2 separate regions of the Hordeum vulgare genome follow, and region 2 is linked to region 1. The links are chromatin contacts, called in public Hi-C maps. All regions are on one chromosome and are shown on one strand. The core of a region is the stretch at or near the end of the contact, and the rest is flanking DNA. Distances in the headings are between cores, read along the strand shown. Region 1 has its middle 41 kb from the start of LOC123430627. Region 2 holds the start of LOC123430627 (1-aminocyclopropane-1-carboxylate synthase-like).

Region 1 (7,322 bases), core at 617-3,116:
CTTGCTCAAGTAAAGTTTTTTTTTACAATGGGCAACATATAGCTCATACCACGTGCAATAGCCTCTTTAACAACACAACATCATGAGCTAGTCGACATGCCAAGAATGCACACCCGCAACAAAATGTGTATGGTGTTTATAGGAGCACTGTTTTAAACCAATTAACGAGGAAACAATACGCAAACCAATTTATGGTTGGATGGTTGGACGGACCGTGTTATTTCTAACTTATCAGGATTCAAATCATGATGCTTGCATTATTTTTAAATTTAAAAAACGAATGCGCAGCTCGTTGTCGAACCACGCACGTATAACTCTCTTTGCATGCCGTCCCTTTATGGACTGCCACAACGAGTACACAAAAAAGCACTGCCCCTTTTTTTTAGTGAACAAAGAGGAACTATCCCCTTTCGCCTTCCCATTTGCTTGCGCTTCCTTTGAAACAATTTCATCGTGGCGATTTCAGACGCCACGCACGGTTTATCCGCCCATGCGCAAGCAGTGATGGACACGCATGCAGTCACGCACGGTGCGCTTTTGGCTGCGGTTTTCCATGGTCAATATTCACCGTTGCCGACTCCACGGCATGACGGCAAGCATGCATTCGAGATGGATCCATCGCGATATAGTCTTTGGCACTGCACGAAGTTTGTCCGCTGTACCATCCACCTTTCTCGCGAGGGAGTAGCTCAGTGGTGCTTGTCACCACGATCCTGTTGATGGAGCTCCTTTCGGCGTTGATCGGTCCAACGTGTGCGAGCATTGACGGCACGTGTACACGCGTGCTCGTCTGTACGAATGGAACTTGACCACACACGCATGCACGCAAAATCAACCGAGAAAACAGCGACCGACTGTACGACGGCCATCTGCTGAACGTGGATTTCTTCCCTCGGAGAATGGATGGATGCACGGTTGCCGTCGGAGTCGGAGTACATGCGCCACGCTTGCCGATCGGCCGGTCCCCAGCTCTGAATCATCATCAGCAAGGAAAGGGAAAAGGTCACATCCGGTGTCCATCGTGAGAGATGAGATCAGTCCTCGCCTCCTCGGCATTTTTTGGCGAGTCAGATAAGATCACAAAGTCGCATGGTTTTCACCCCTGCACGCCGAGACCGTCCTCAAAGTCTCCACAACTGTGCGCGCGGGAGGAACTATGTGCGAGCACGGCGGCACCAGCCCCTAGCCACTGGCGCGCGCTTGACTTGCCGTCCGATCAACGACGACATACATGTCCCCGCGGTTCACACGCGGGAGAAGGAAAAAAATATCAGACCTGACCAACCAACGGTGTGCTTGATCCACAAGCAAGCTAGCCGCTGCCGTACTGTCGTCTGGACTAGTGCTGCTGACTATATCACTGCATCAGTGCCTCAGTGGCTCAGTGTCACAGAGCGCGCGCGCGTACGGACGGACGGTTTGGCTCCATGCGGCCCGGGCTCTCGGTTTCGTTTTCACACCGTGCGTGCCGGCGTCAGTGCACCCAGTGGCACTCGGCTGGCATGGCCGCGGCATGATCTCCCCGGCGGTTTTGGAGCGACGGTCACGACCCCACGCCACGCGCGACAGCAACGGTGGCGTCCCGCCGTGACCGGCGCGTGGTCACCGGCGCGCGGCGTGAACGCGTCTGGCCGCGGGCGAGACGAGAGACCAGGACGGGGTGCAAGCTATAACCTACAAGCTGGATCGATATCGTTTGAGAATCATGGTGGACGCGCTCTAGTTGATGTGAGCGTGTAACGGGACCCGAGCGGACCGGTCACGCAAGTGGCATTGGCATAAATGACATGCTGCCCTACTGCTCACCGGCCTCCAGAAAAACTGGACGCGTGGGTACGTGCAATGCCGACCTGGCGACCCATGCGTCAGTAGATGGAGGGTGGTGGACCACCGAGCACCTAGCACGTCATACGTGTGTGGCTCTCTGCCCATGTTGACCGGCATACCCTTTTTTTCGGTTGCATGTTGATGACGGGTTTGTACCTGGCTTGTTTATTCTCATCAGGACTGAAAGCTAATTATGTACTTTCTCACAAAAATAATACCGTACTAATCTAATGATGTGGTAGGAGCACTTGTATTTTGCTGTCAAATCAAACCAACCATGGTTCTCTCCATGTGTTTATTTATGCAATACGTATGCGCCAGCCCAGGGGCTGCTAAATGCCAAAAAGGAGTCTCCTTCCTGAAAAGATGTTTCGTTATTCTCAAAAAAATAGAAGAAAAAAGATGCTGCGTCGTACACCTCTTCTACTCCTAATGATGCTAATTTAGCGAGCAGCTCACCTGCCGATTTCTGCCTATTGATGCTATGCTCATGGGAAGGCGACCGCTTCTCATTGCTGTTAGTTAGCACCAGACTTTTTTTTTTGCGATGACGTTAGCACCAAACTGATTCCACTGTTACTTCCAAAGATTTGCAGGTACTAGTAAAAGTGCACGTGCAACACACGTCTAGACAAACATACGATGTTTCAAACATCGTGAAATTTGACATTTAGACAAAGTGCTTAGTACACAAATTTGATAGACAAACATAGAAATATTATTCTTCATGAATCAGCATGCCTTTTTTTTTTTAACGTAAATCGGTATGGCACAAAATACAAATATCAAGCCATCTTTCGTTTTTGTAGTATCAATTATATATTCTCTTACCAATATACAACATTTTTCGATATGTAGTTCCCAAACAAATAGAATCTGCCACAAGTGTTCAGGCTGACTTCAGGCCATCGTGTTTTTCGTCAGATATATAATGGTTCAAAATTAGCAAGTCATATTATTACAATATAATCCAATAGAAGCTCGAATCCCCTTGTTGGACAATGAATAATTTAAAGGGTTCGTCGTTATTATCTATTTGCGTAGACACGAATGCAAATATAATTTTTGTACCAATAAAATTCAAAAAACGACTATCGTTATGAGAAAACCAAGTCCGTCATCCATAAAGGTGAGAAGCTGCCATTGCCAGACTGCAGAGATAACAACCTCAGGGGACTATGAAGACTAAAATCTGAAACAAACTGCATAGCATCTTGTCAATGACATTCTTTAAGAAAAAAAACCTATCATAAATGCTTATGTTAAGGAAACGATAACATGACCAAAGTAGGGCCAGACAGTCACAGTTGTAAAGATTATACCTCGCATCCACACTTGAATCTTGGAGTTGCTGGTTGTTGATATTGATTTCATGAACACAAATTTAAGTGCAGCCATGTTGCCCTTCTTACTGTTATGTGGAATCGAAAGACTGAAATCATTCCTCAGCATGGAATTTATGTGCAGCCTTGTCCCCTTTCACTGTTCTGCGGATAAAAAATTCAGAACGAAGAGCAACAAGATCTTGAGATACATCATATAGCATGAGGAGAAAAAATGGCTTAAATTTGAGAACGAACATAAACAGACATGCAATAATCCTGAAGCAATAACAAATTCAAGGTCCTAGATTATGAGTAACTAAATTCACAAAAAAAAAGAGATTATGAGTAAGTAATTACCTCATGAAAATGGTATCAATGCGGCTAAAGTTCAGGGAAAACAATTCTTACATTCTACACATATTCTCTGCACTAAGGCTAACTGATGCAGTGAACACACAACATGTTACAATTTGGATCTTGTGGCTCGCTTTTTTGTATTTTTACTACATAGTTTGTATATGCGCAATAAGAAGATCCCTTGTCTTTTTGTCCAGACAAATAGTCCAGTTCTAATATTCTCTTAACAAAACAAAAATGCAACTCAGATGACATTAAAAACACACATCTTCACTTCCGAGGTAAAGAAGTATACAAAGGAGTGTGATCCACATACCTCTGATCACCAAGACAGAAATCAGGGAGGATAACATAGTGTCGTCATAGTTGTGTCAAATGTGTCATTTGTTGCTAAGTTGCAGGCCAGTATTGACATAGAAGTTAATTAGTGGAGTTAGATAGAACTGCCAGCCTTTGATCTTATCATATATAAAATTATAGCACATTGGTGTGATAATCTTATGATGTTGAACCCAAATGTCGAATTTTTCAGCAATTCATACCCAAGACGACAAAGTAAGAACAAACACCCATTTTAGTTACATAGATACAGAGGATCCATTAGCGATTCCAAATAGGCTGCCCAGCAAAATAACCCCCCCCCCTAGAGTAGAAGGAAGATGCTTACATGTAATTACAATATTAAGATAAACTTATCCTGCAAACTGAAAAGCCATGACCTACTAATTAGCTAATTCTAAAATGGTCCGTTACAATATGTAAAAATTATGCCTAGTATTGCTAGGAAACAGAACTATAAGGAAATGCATAAATGAATGTTTACCTTTATGGTTCTGGTGATGTGCGTGCACGACCGCTATCTCCTCCTTTCATTAAAACTTCTTGGGCCTCTCGCAATCTGTCGAAGGTAAAACACGGGTCTTCATCCGCCGCCGGTGACCAAAACGGTGAACCACGCCACCACGACTCTCTTTTCTTTTATATCTTCCTTCATTATATATTCACCGTTGCAACCGTACATGAGACATCACGCCGCCATCGAAATCGCTTGCAACCGCCGCCGCCCCAGATCCGGTCGCCGCCGCCTATACCCAACACCGACAGAAGTGCCGGCGTCTTGCCCGAGATCCTCCATGTCGCCTCGCTTCGTCGTAAGTTGTCGTCGCCGTCGCCTTCCATGGATCCGGCGAGATGCGCCGCGGACACCTGGATCCCACATCCCCGACCGCCTCGAGACGCGTCACCCACACTCCCGCCTGACCCAACAGCTGTGGACTCCGCGCTTATGGAGAGGCTGGTGTGCGTTAGGCGGCGGCTGAGTGGAGGAGCGCCGGCCGCCGGGGCGGCGAGCCGCTCCGAAGGATGGCAGCAGGGGTGCCTAATTGTAGCGCCTGCAATTTTTTAATGATCCACGATGAGACTGTAGGAGGAGGTGGAGCACGGTCAGCCTTTGGTGAATTTGGTAACTGCATAATGCCGTGGTGCATGGATGGTGGAAGGCCGTTAGATTGCAATTCGTTGACTAATTGTGTGGTGGTGATTGGTGTTTGTTTTTTGTGGGTGTAATAGTTGTGTGTACTTAGAGAAGTTCTTGTTTGATCCTTTATTAGTAGTATAGATGTACAATGGTTAATAAAATATTTTTATCTTAAGTTTTGTATGTAATTTGTAAATGATAAAAATATATGTCTACAACAAAGTTGTCAGAATCGCGACTCAAGTCTTAGAATCTTACGACTTTACAATCCAAACTAGCCCCTCCGATTCTACGATTTTGCTCATAGAATCTTAGATTCTACGATCCTGGTAGTTATGATCTACGATTCACGATCCTACAAATGGAGCTCCGATCCGATTCATAATCGCGATTCTGACAACCTTGGTCTACAATGACTCACTTCTTATACTTATCTTTAATAAATATTGTTCTAAAAATTATCACTTGTCTTCTCTTATATAAGAAAAGACAAGTTTTTCTCTTTTCTTCGTCTCATTATTTATTTTTTGTGGCACTTTTAAGATAAAATCATTGTACATGTCCATATCTTTTATACGAAAAATCTATACAACTTCATCCGATGCATGAAGATCTTCTATTGATCGCATATACACGACCTATGTTTAACTAGCCGTAAAGTAACTTTGACGAACGCAATAACTAGGGTGCATACACATAGAAAATTCGGGCTAGGATTGATTATCCTTGGTGCTCTCTTTTAGTGTGTGCTCCAAGCACTAACAGTTCTCTTGTTTACAAAATATATGCATCATATGATTATCAAAATTGACTACAGATTTGACACCATGCTCCATTGAATACAGAAACACATTCTTTTTCTCTCTTCGAAACGAGACAAAAGCATGTCATTTTCATTAATTAAGAGGAGAGTGATAATTGTGCAGTTAATTTGCGAAAAAATAGGCTATATCCGTTACACCCAACCCATATTATCATGAATATGGGCATATTTTGGGGGCAAAGCCAAATATCTTTGGGGCCAATCTTCTCCGACTTGTCATTGTAGTATGGGGTCACTGATGGGGTCATAGTCCTAGGGTAGGGTCATAGGCCTGCCGCAGACGTCCTATCCAAGGACTACCCCACACAAAGGACATGACCCTAAGTCTGCCCCGACTGAATCAAGGTATCCCCGTCATCCAGTCGGTAACAGGCCTTGAATCATCCAGTCGGTAACTAGCATTCGGAGGACACCAGGCTCACCGACTGGATACACTCGGTACGTCGTAACCTCTCCGGAGGAAAACTGCCGTACGTTTCCGGGTGCATCTATTAGCATTTAGAGCATACGTTACTTGTAACGTCCGCATTCAATCGCCACTACTCCACCCCTGAGTCAGAACCGTTGTGGGGGGCAGCGCACTCTATATAAGCCGCCCTCCCCCACTGGTAAAGGGGTTAGCAAATCTTTGTAATCATATCACACTCGGTAACAAGCTCCGAGAGCACTGAGACGTAGGGCTGTTACCTCCACCGCAGAGGGGCCTGAACTCATACAACCTCGCCGTAGCTAGGACTCTGCCCATCTCATTCGTACCCTACACATCTACTGTCAGGCTTATACCCACGACAGTTGGCGCCCACCTTGGGGCAGACGTCTAAGCGACTTCCGGCGAGTTTGCGACTACTTCCTTTCGTCATATCGTCCGGTGGAGGTTCGAGCATGGGTCACCAGATCCTCTTCGGCGCTCTCTCCTTCATCGTCGACGATTCGGCGTGGCTTCGGGATGCACCTCTCGATGTCGAGGCGCTTCCCCGTCGCGGGGCCACGCACTTCCCTGCCGGCGCTCGCGGCGTTCTTCTTCTCCAACAATCGGCTCCATTACCGGCTTGCACCTTCGTCACGCGCCGCAGCAGGCGATCTCGCAGTCCGCGTCTACAACGTTGGGTGCAACATGCCCGAGCACGCCAGTTCGCGTCCTCTCAAGTGGCGGTTCTGGAGTCTGTTGTGGTTGCCCCGCGTCCCCAGTGCTCGGGCTCAGTTCCGACTGAGCTCCCTTCCGAGTACGTGGGCCGCGGGCCTGCAGCAGAAGTTCACATGGCCAACACCCATGAAGATCCCCATCAGGCCGGCCGGAATGAGCGCGAAGTCGGTGAAGCATCCGGTGCACGCCGTCCGCCTCGCCGTTCTGCCAGTCGGCACACCCGGCAGAGCAACGTAGAGTTGTTCCGCACACCTCTCCTCAACTTGGCTGCGGCAGCCAAGATCGCCGATTCCCTCCAGCCGACTGATTCAGAGGCAGGAAGAGGAATCGAGCAGATCCGTGCTCTGTTGCACACAGCACAGCAACAGA
Region 2 (7,490 bases), core at 3,798-6,297, 43 kb after region 1:
TGTGAAGAAAGCATGTCCTAGATCATGAATAACCACCGTTTTGCATTCGGTTATGTAGTGGTGTTCAACACCTCCACTAGATCCACCTTTCCCAAATGTATGAGCCTTGAGGGACTTGTGTGCTTGGCCCAATAAGGCCATGATATCTCCCCTCGGCCCATGCAAACCCTTGGGACGTGGTAGAACCCTTGGTGGAGTTACGGACTCCTTCGGGAGTTTACGAGACCTTCTAGAATCTTCCCGGTACAATACCAGAAAAAAACCAAAACTTTTTCGGTAGCCAAAATATGACTTCCCATATATAAATATTTACCTCCGGACCATTCCGGAGCTGCTCGTGACGTCCGAGATATCATCCAAGACTCTGAACAACATTAGGTTACCATCACACATAACTCATAATACAAAATCGTCACCGAACCTTAAGTGTGCAGACCCTGCGGGTTCGAGAACTATGTATACATGACCGAGACACTCTTCGGCCAATAATCGAAACCGGGACCTGGATGTCCATATTGGCTCCTACATATTATGCGAAGATCTTTACCAGGCGAACCACGATGTTTAAGGATTCAATCAATCCCGTATACAGTTCCCTTTGTCTATCGGTATGTTACTTGCCCGAGATTCGATTGTGGGTATCTCCATACCTAGTTCAATCCCGTTACCAACAAGTATCCTTACTCGTTCCATAATACAAGATACCATGGCTAACTCTTTAGTCACATTGCTTGCAAGCTTGTTGTGATGTTGTATTACCGAAAGGGCCCTGAGATACCTCTCCATCACACGGAGTGACGAATCCCAGTCTTGATCCATGCGAACTCAACACACACCCTCGAAGATACCTGTACAGAACCTTTATAGTCACCTAGTTACATTGCGACGTTTGATACACACAATGTACTCATCAGGTGTGAGTGAGTTGCACAATCGCATGGTCATAGGAATAGATACTTGACATGCAGAAAACAATAGCAATAAACTGACATGATCATATGCTACATTCATAGGTTGGGTCTTGTCCATCATGTTAGTATTAGAGCAAGTACAATAGTATAGCCAGCTGGTGGCTATAAGCCATTGTCATGTCATCTATAGCCCATCTTATAGCCAACATGTACAATAGTTCATTGCAAAAGTGTACTACTTTTTTTATTATATGGTCCACCTTTCATACTCACAAAAGGCCTAGGAGCACGTGCTAGAGCTGGCTCTTAGCTAAGAGCCCGCTTACCTTCTCTCTCCTCTTCTCTTTCCTCTAACTAAGCAAAAATATATTAGTTTATTCCTTATAGTCAGCTGACTCAGCTCTATTGTACTTGCTCTTATAGGTAGTTCATTTATTGTCATGTAAGACACATACTAGCATATCATTTAATATGATACGGTATCATAATATGATACTCAACCCTCTCATTCTTCACTTAATTCTATGCAACCTCATCAAAATTGCTTAGTTGGCATGCATGATACTAGTTATGATACTCCCATTACAGACAACCTAAACATGTATACTAGAGGTTATTAAATAACATGTTAAAAGATCATGTTACCCATACTAATGGACTAGAGGTTATTAAATAACATGCTAAAAGCAAAGACACTGTTGAAAAAAGTCCAAAAAATCCCAAAAAGGCTCTCTCTTAGGGATTTCTTTATTTAGTCCCAAATGCCCATTTTTAGTTCATAAAAGTCCCTCATATTTGGTTTAGATGAGACTAAAGGAACTTTTTTAGTCCATAAATAAAAAAGTCCCTCATATTGTGCGCATCGTTGTTGTATAATTACTCCAGGAAGGTTGTCAACTCCATTGACTAACATTAATTTAGTGTTTGACCACATATGTCAGACAAGAAAATTCATTTAAACCTACACATTTAAGACAGCCGTAGCAGACGGACGAAATAGTCCTGCCAAAAGTCAGTCGTCGCGAGGTGGCGAAAACCGTCACGATTTAATTTTCTTTTGACCTGTCATGGGCGGAGCGTTTACTGGTGTGTTTGATCGCTCTCGCAGTTATGAACTGCCCGCCCCTCTATGGTTACTATCCACATATGAGGTTCATTGTATAACGTAGACCTTCTTGCCAAAAGATGATTCTGTTGGATTCGCTTTTGCATGTCCTTGGACTAGCACCGTCACAGTGTGTTCAGCACATGCGTGGTGCCAGTATCATGCACGATCACAATGTTTAGCACCTTTTTCTCGGCTTGGCGCGCAAACAATGTGGTCGCCGTAGTGCCCAAATTGGCCACGAATTGCTTCTGGCAACCACCAGGTACCAGCTTAGCCATCTAGTTGTTTTGGCCAGTCGACTACTCATGCATGCGTGTCATGTGACCACTCGGCATGAACAGTGAGCTATATCAAAACAATGAACAATCAGAGTACTCATGTCATGTGAAAATGAAGATCGGACCTACCTCGGAGACTTTCATGTCAAGTTGTCTACCTTTTCTTAAACGGTATAAACGCAGATGCCTACATACACGCGGATACTACACCCGCACTGTCAGGTAGTGTAGTCAACCTGGAAACTTCTATCTTGCATTCGGGAAGGGAGAAACAATCGTTACACCAAACAAGGTAGTACAGCGGATGCATCGCAACTCTCGGAGATCCTGGCCACCGCCACACGGAAGTACAAATATGACAAAAACGTAGCATCACTTTCTCTTTGATTGGAACGACACAAACCTACGCGCACCGCCACACGACCAAAAACCTGTCTCTGCGCTGTGTGTGCCTCCCTCCCTGCACGTATATTCGGTTCGGTTGGTGTGCGACCACTCAAGTTTAGTTTATTTGCACACTCAATTTTAGTTTATGCTGCACACAGGATGGCTAAGCAGCCGGATCTTGAGGACGCGACGGTGCGATCTGTTTCGAGTTGTTGCTAAAACAGTTCAAAGAAGGTCGACAAAAGTTCAGACAAAACACAGAAAATTGCGGGCCAGTTTCGAGGCAAATTCAATCCTGCAAGCGTACGTTCCACGGCAAAATTAACCCCTGCTTTCTCGAACCCTCCTCCCGATTTATTGCGGGCTGCACGCACGAGGCACGACGCCGGCGGCTAGTCAGTCCCCGCCCCGTCCAACACGAGCGCGAACCGCCGGTGGTGCTCGCGCCGGCTACGCCAGCTCTCTCCTTTTGACCAACTCAGAGGGTGTTTGTTTCCACGGACTTATTGATTTAGGGACTTAAAAAAGTCCCTATAAGTCCCACCTAAACCAAACACAAGGAACTTATTGAGACTTATTGTGGTGATTTGAGACTTATCAAATAAGACTCTCAGGGAGGAGCTTATTGGGACTTATGCTCGTTGGCCCGCGTCGTTTCCCGCATCCATCAGTGCCCGCCGCCCCACGCCCTACCCCGCGCCGCTCCCAACCCCAATCGCCGCCGCCCCACCGCCCCGCATCGCTAGCCTCCCCGTCGCGGCCCGCCCCGTCGCCGCCCCACCGCCCCGCATCGCTGGAGTAGCGCCCCGTCGTCGCCCCGTCGCCCCGTCGCCACCCCGTCGCCCCCCCGTCGCCACCCCCGTCGCCCCGTCCCCCCCGCCGTCCCGTCCCGTCCCGTCGCCTGTTTCTGCCTCGGTTAGTCCCGTCCCATCGCCCCGTCCCCCGCCGTCCCGTCTCGTCGGCCTGTGCGATGCAATTTGTATGAACAAGGGTTATGTGAAGAAGTGTATTATTAGGTGCAACATGGACTTATAAGTCCCTGTAAACAAACAGATAGGGACTCGGGACTTATAAGTCCCTGTAAACAAACAGGTAGAGACTTATGACTTATAAGTTGGGACTTAAAAAAGTCCTAGAACTTATGAAACAAACAGGGCCTCAACCCATCGAGCTGACGATGCTTTTTTTCCAAGAAAGGAAGGATGACCACCTGCGTGAGCATCTAAACGTTGCATGCATTCATTTTATTAATTATTCATAAAAACATTATAAAATTATATATTTTTTTAAATATAAAAACGTTTAGATCATTAAATTAATGATATAGATTATCTTATTTTTTTACGAAGGAGGTACATCAGTAAGTCTGAAGTCATCATCTTTAACATCATATGTCGCTATTTCTATCGGGTTGATGAAGGGGTGCCGATAATCCAAGTCAAATACCAACCAAACCTCGCACCAAAGCCTCACATCTAAAGCCGAATGCCCTAACCAAGCCGCTTGCCGAGTCTGGAGCACACACCAATCTGACATATTCTTAGAGTTTGTGGTTGCCGTCTTTCACAGATCCATCTTCAAAGCAGGTATTGGCGCATCGTTCATGCGAGGCCTGCCGTTGACGTCCGCACGATGCCATACAATGCCACCTCCCTACGCACGTCCATCAAAACGCATCCATCGTCGAGACTCTGCTGCACCAGTCGTCGGAACCTACCATCATCAACGCCGTAGATGCCACGTCGCACCACTCCCTGGTCCAGATCGCCTCCAATGACAATCAAACAGTGTCATCAACCACATAGCTCCCAAATCGACGCCTTCAAAAAGAAAACGACGGCAAAGACGTCGGGTCGCCCACCGCAGTTAGGGCTTTCATCCAAGAGGCCCGTCCGGCCGCCGCGGTTTCCTGTCAGCTTATGGCTATGATCTCCAGCTCGAGCTGACGATACCGACGTCGCCATCCGTCGTCCGCCGAAGTCGCCAGCCCGCACGCCGCAGAACGGATCGCCGGCGACGGGACGGTTTTTTTTTCTCCGAGCCCCACGTGGGCAAGCACGTTACTGCGTCTAACTTCAAATTCACGACCGCGCGTCCATCGTCAAGTCACGTCGCCTTGGAGTTGGATCGCATATATTCTTCCCAAATCAATTGGCCAATTGATTACCACCATTGTCAGCTGGGCGGGGGGTGGTGCAAGGACGAGGACGTGCGGGGCCTGAGAGGTCACCATCTGGCCCAGCTAGCCGCTGCATCTTCGCACTCCCTTTCATGGAAGTTTCCCCCACCACCATGCGCGTGTATGCCAAACAGGCCCTGCCCTTGACCTGCGTCTACCGCGCCATGGCCAGCGCCAGCGGCCACGAATCTATAAATAGGCGCCAGCGGCCAGCTTACCCATCCATCTCCCTCCCTCCCTCGCCAGCTCAAGCTCAAGAAGCTTCACCAATCTCCCTAGCAAGCTCAAGAAGCTTCATCCTCAGCTAGATTAGCGCATAACATTCTTGGCCTCTCTTCTTGTCCGTCTCTGTCTCTGCTTCTGCTCATCCATCGACCTTTAGCTAGCTCATCTTGAGAAACCCGATAGCGCAGATGGCAAGCAAATCCGCCGAGCTTCTGTCGAGGATGGCCGCCGGCGACGGCCACGGCGAGAACTCGTCCTACTTCGACGGGTGGAAGGCGTACGACAAGAACCCCTTCCACCTGCAGGACAACCCCGATGGTGTCATCCAGATGGGCCTCGCCGAGAACCAAGTACGCAATTGTCTCCTTGAATAACAGAGCAGTGATATTTCCTGTCCATTTTCCGCCATTAATCATGGAGCTAATCGTCGGCGGCGCTGCAGCTCTCGCTGGACCTGATCGAGGAGTGGAGCAAGGCACACCCGGAGGCATCCATTTGCACGGCGGAGGGCGCCTCGCAGTTCAAGAGGATCGCCAATTTCCAGGACTACCACGGCCTCCCGGAGTTCAGACAGGTGAGCTCAGCACGCACTAACACGAAATAAGACAAGCTAGCCAGTGATACAAGATTAGTGATAATATAGATGTTGACGAGTGCGAAAGCGACGGAGCAGCGCCGTGACAGATCATTGCTAACCAATATGAGTCTGATGTTGCAGGCGATGGCCCAGTTCATGGGGCAGGTGAGGGGGTGGAAGGCCAGGTTTGACCCAGATCGCGTCGTGATGAGCGGCGGCGCCACCGGCGCGCAGGAGACGCTCGCCTTCTGCCTCGCCAACCCCGGCGAGGCTTTCCTCGTGCCCACGCCTTACTACCCAGGGTACGCTTCGTCAACCCCTTGACAGCAACTGAATTCGGTGCATGGCCACCTCTCGTGCATGTAGAAGTCAATCACAGACCCTGAAAGCCGGGTCAAATGGTAGACAATACTATGTAGTTGTCGGGAAACCCATTTTGGGCTCAGAAGACTAGTCTATTGTCAACGAGGAATAGCCAACCTTCGAGACGAAAATGCGTCCAAGTAGGTAGGATTCAAGTTCTTCGCTTCATAGTTTTAAATAAAAAAAAAATCTTGGCTTCATGTCTTCAAGTTGAATGGCGCAACCTAGCCTGCTGCATTCAGCGAGACGCACGCATGCACACGACGTTTACCAGCAGCCGGTCTGGTCTTTGGTGACTTTTTGGTTAATCTCTGACCTATGCACGGTCAATTGATGACCAATAAAATTCAAAAAGACTTAGTACTACTAAAGATACACAGCGCAACGTAAGGATGCATGCATGCACGCACACAACGAGTTGTTTCATCAAGCCTGACGTATGTGCTTTCGTTCGTGATCACAGATTCGACCGCGACTGCTGCTGGAGGTCGGGGGTGAAGCTGCTGCCGATCGAGTGCCACAGCTCCAACGACTTCAAGATCACCAGGGAGGCCGTGGTGTCGGCGTACGAGAGCGCGCGGAGCAACGGCGTCCGCGTGAAGGGCATCCTCATCACCAACCCGTCCAACCCGCTGGGCACGACCGCGGACCGGGCCACGCTGGCCATGCTCGCCACCTTCGCCACGGAGCACCGCGTCCACCTCATCTGCGACGAGATCTACGCGGGGTCGGTGTTCGCCAAGCCGGAGTACGTGAGCATCGCGGAGGTGATCGAGCACGACGTCCCCGGCGTGGTCGACAGGGACCTGATCCACATCGCCTACAGCCTCTCCAAGGACTTCGGCCTCCCGGGGTTCCGCGTCGGCATCGTCTACTCGTACAACGACGCCGTGGTGTCCTGCGCGCGCAAGATGTCCAGCTTCGGGCTGGTGTCGTCGCAGACGCAGCTCTTCCTGGCCAAGATGCTCGGGGACGAGGAGTTCATGGCGCGGTTCCTGGGCGAGAGCGCGCGGCGGCTGGCGGCGCGGCACGAGCTGTTCACGTCGGGGCTGCGCGAGGTCGGCATCGGGTGCCTGGGCGGCAACGCCGGGCTCTTCACGTGGATGGACCTGCGGGGCATGCTCCGGGAGAAGACGGCGGAGGCGGAGCTGGAGCTGTGGCGGGTGATCATCCGCAAGGTGAAGCTCAACGTGTCGCCGGGGACGTCGTTCCGGTGCCGGGAGCCCGGGTGGTTCCGCGTCTGCCACGCCAACATGGACGACGAGACCATGGGGGTGGCGCTGGACCGGATCCGGCTCTTCGTGCGCCAGCACCAGCAGCAGAAGGCCAAGGCCCGGCGCTGGGCAGCCAGGGGCCAGCTCCACCTCAGCCTCCAGCGCCACGGCGCCATGCCTTCGCAGTACCACGCGCTCTCCAGCCCCATGGCAGCGCTGCTGTCGCCCCAGTCTCCGCTCGTCCACGC

What was found. A called contact is a pair of places that touch in the nucleus more often than the background predicts.
Region 2: a contact with region 1 is called in a Hi-C map of seedling, with 2.1 times the contacts expected there. The contact joins the promoter of LOC123430627 here to the enhancer-like site in region 1. A contact is called at or near these places in 2 of 6 Hi-C or Micro-C datasets (leaf and seedling).

The regions. Positions count from the first base shown.
Region 1 is chr2H:582,591,300-582,598,621 of MorexV3_pseudomolecules_assembly, forward strand. No RefSeq gene overlaps it. Among protein-coding and RNA genes, the nearest start is that of LOC123430627, 41 kb to the right of the region's middle. Within about 2 kb of position 1,867, at least 3 of the 3 cell types and tissues checked have open chromatin away from gene starts, as enhancers often do. A contact at or near this core is called in leaf and seedling, where this site is marked.
Region 2 is chr2H:582,631,210-582,638,699 of MorexV3_pseudomolecules_assembly, forward strand. LOC123430627 (1-aminocyclopropane-1-carboxylate synthase-like) reads left to right here and starts at 5,048. Exons shown (of 4, transcript XM_045114482.1): 1 at 5,048-5,438; 2 at 5,531-5,662; 3 at 5,807-5,967; 4 at 6,492-7,490. The coding sequence starts at 5,277.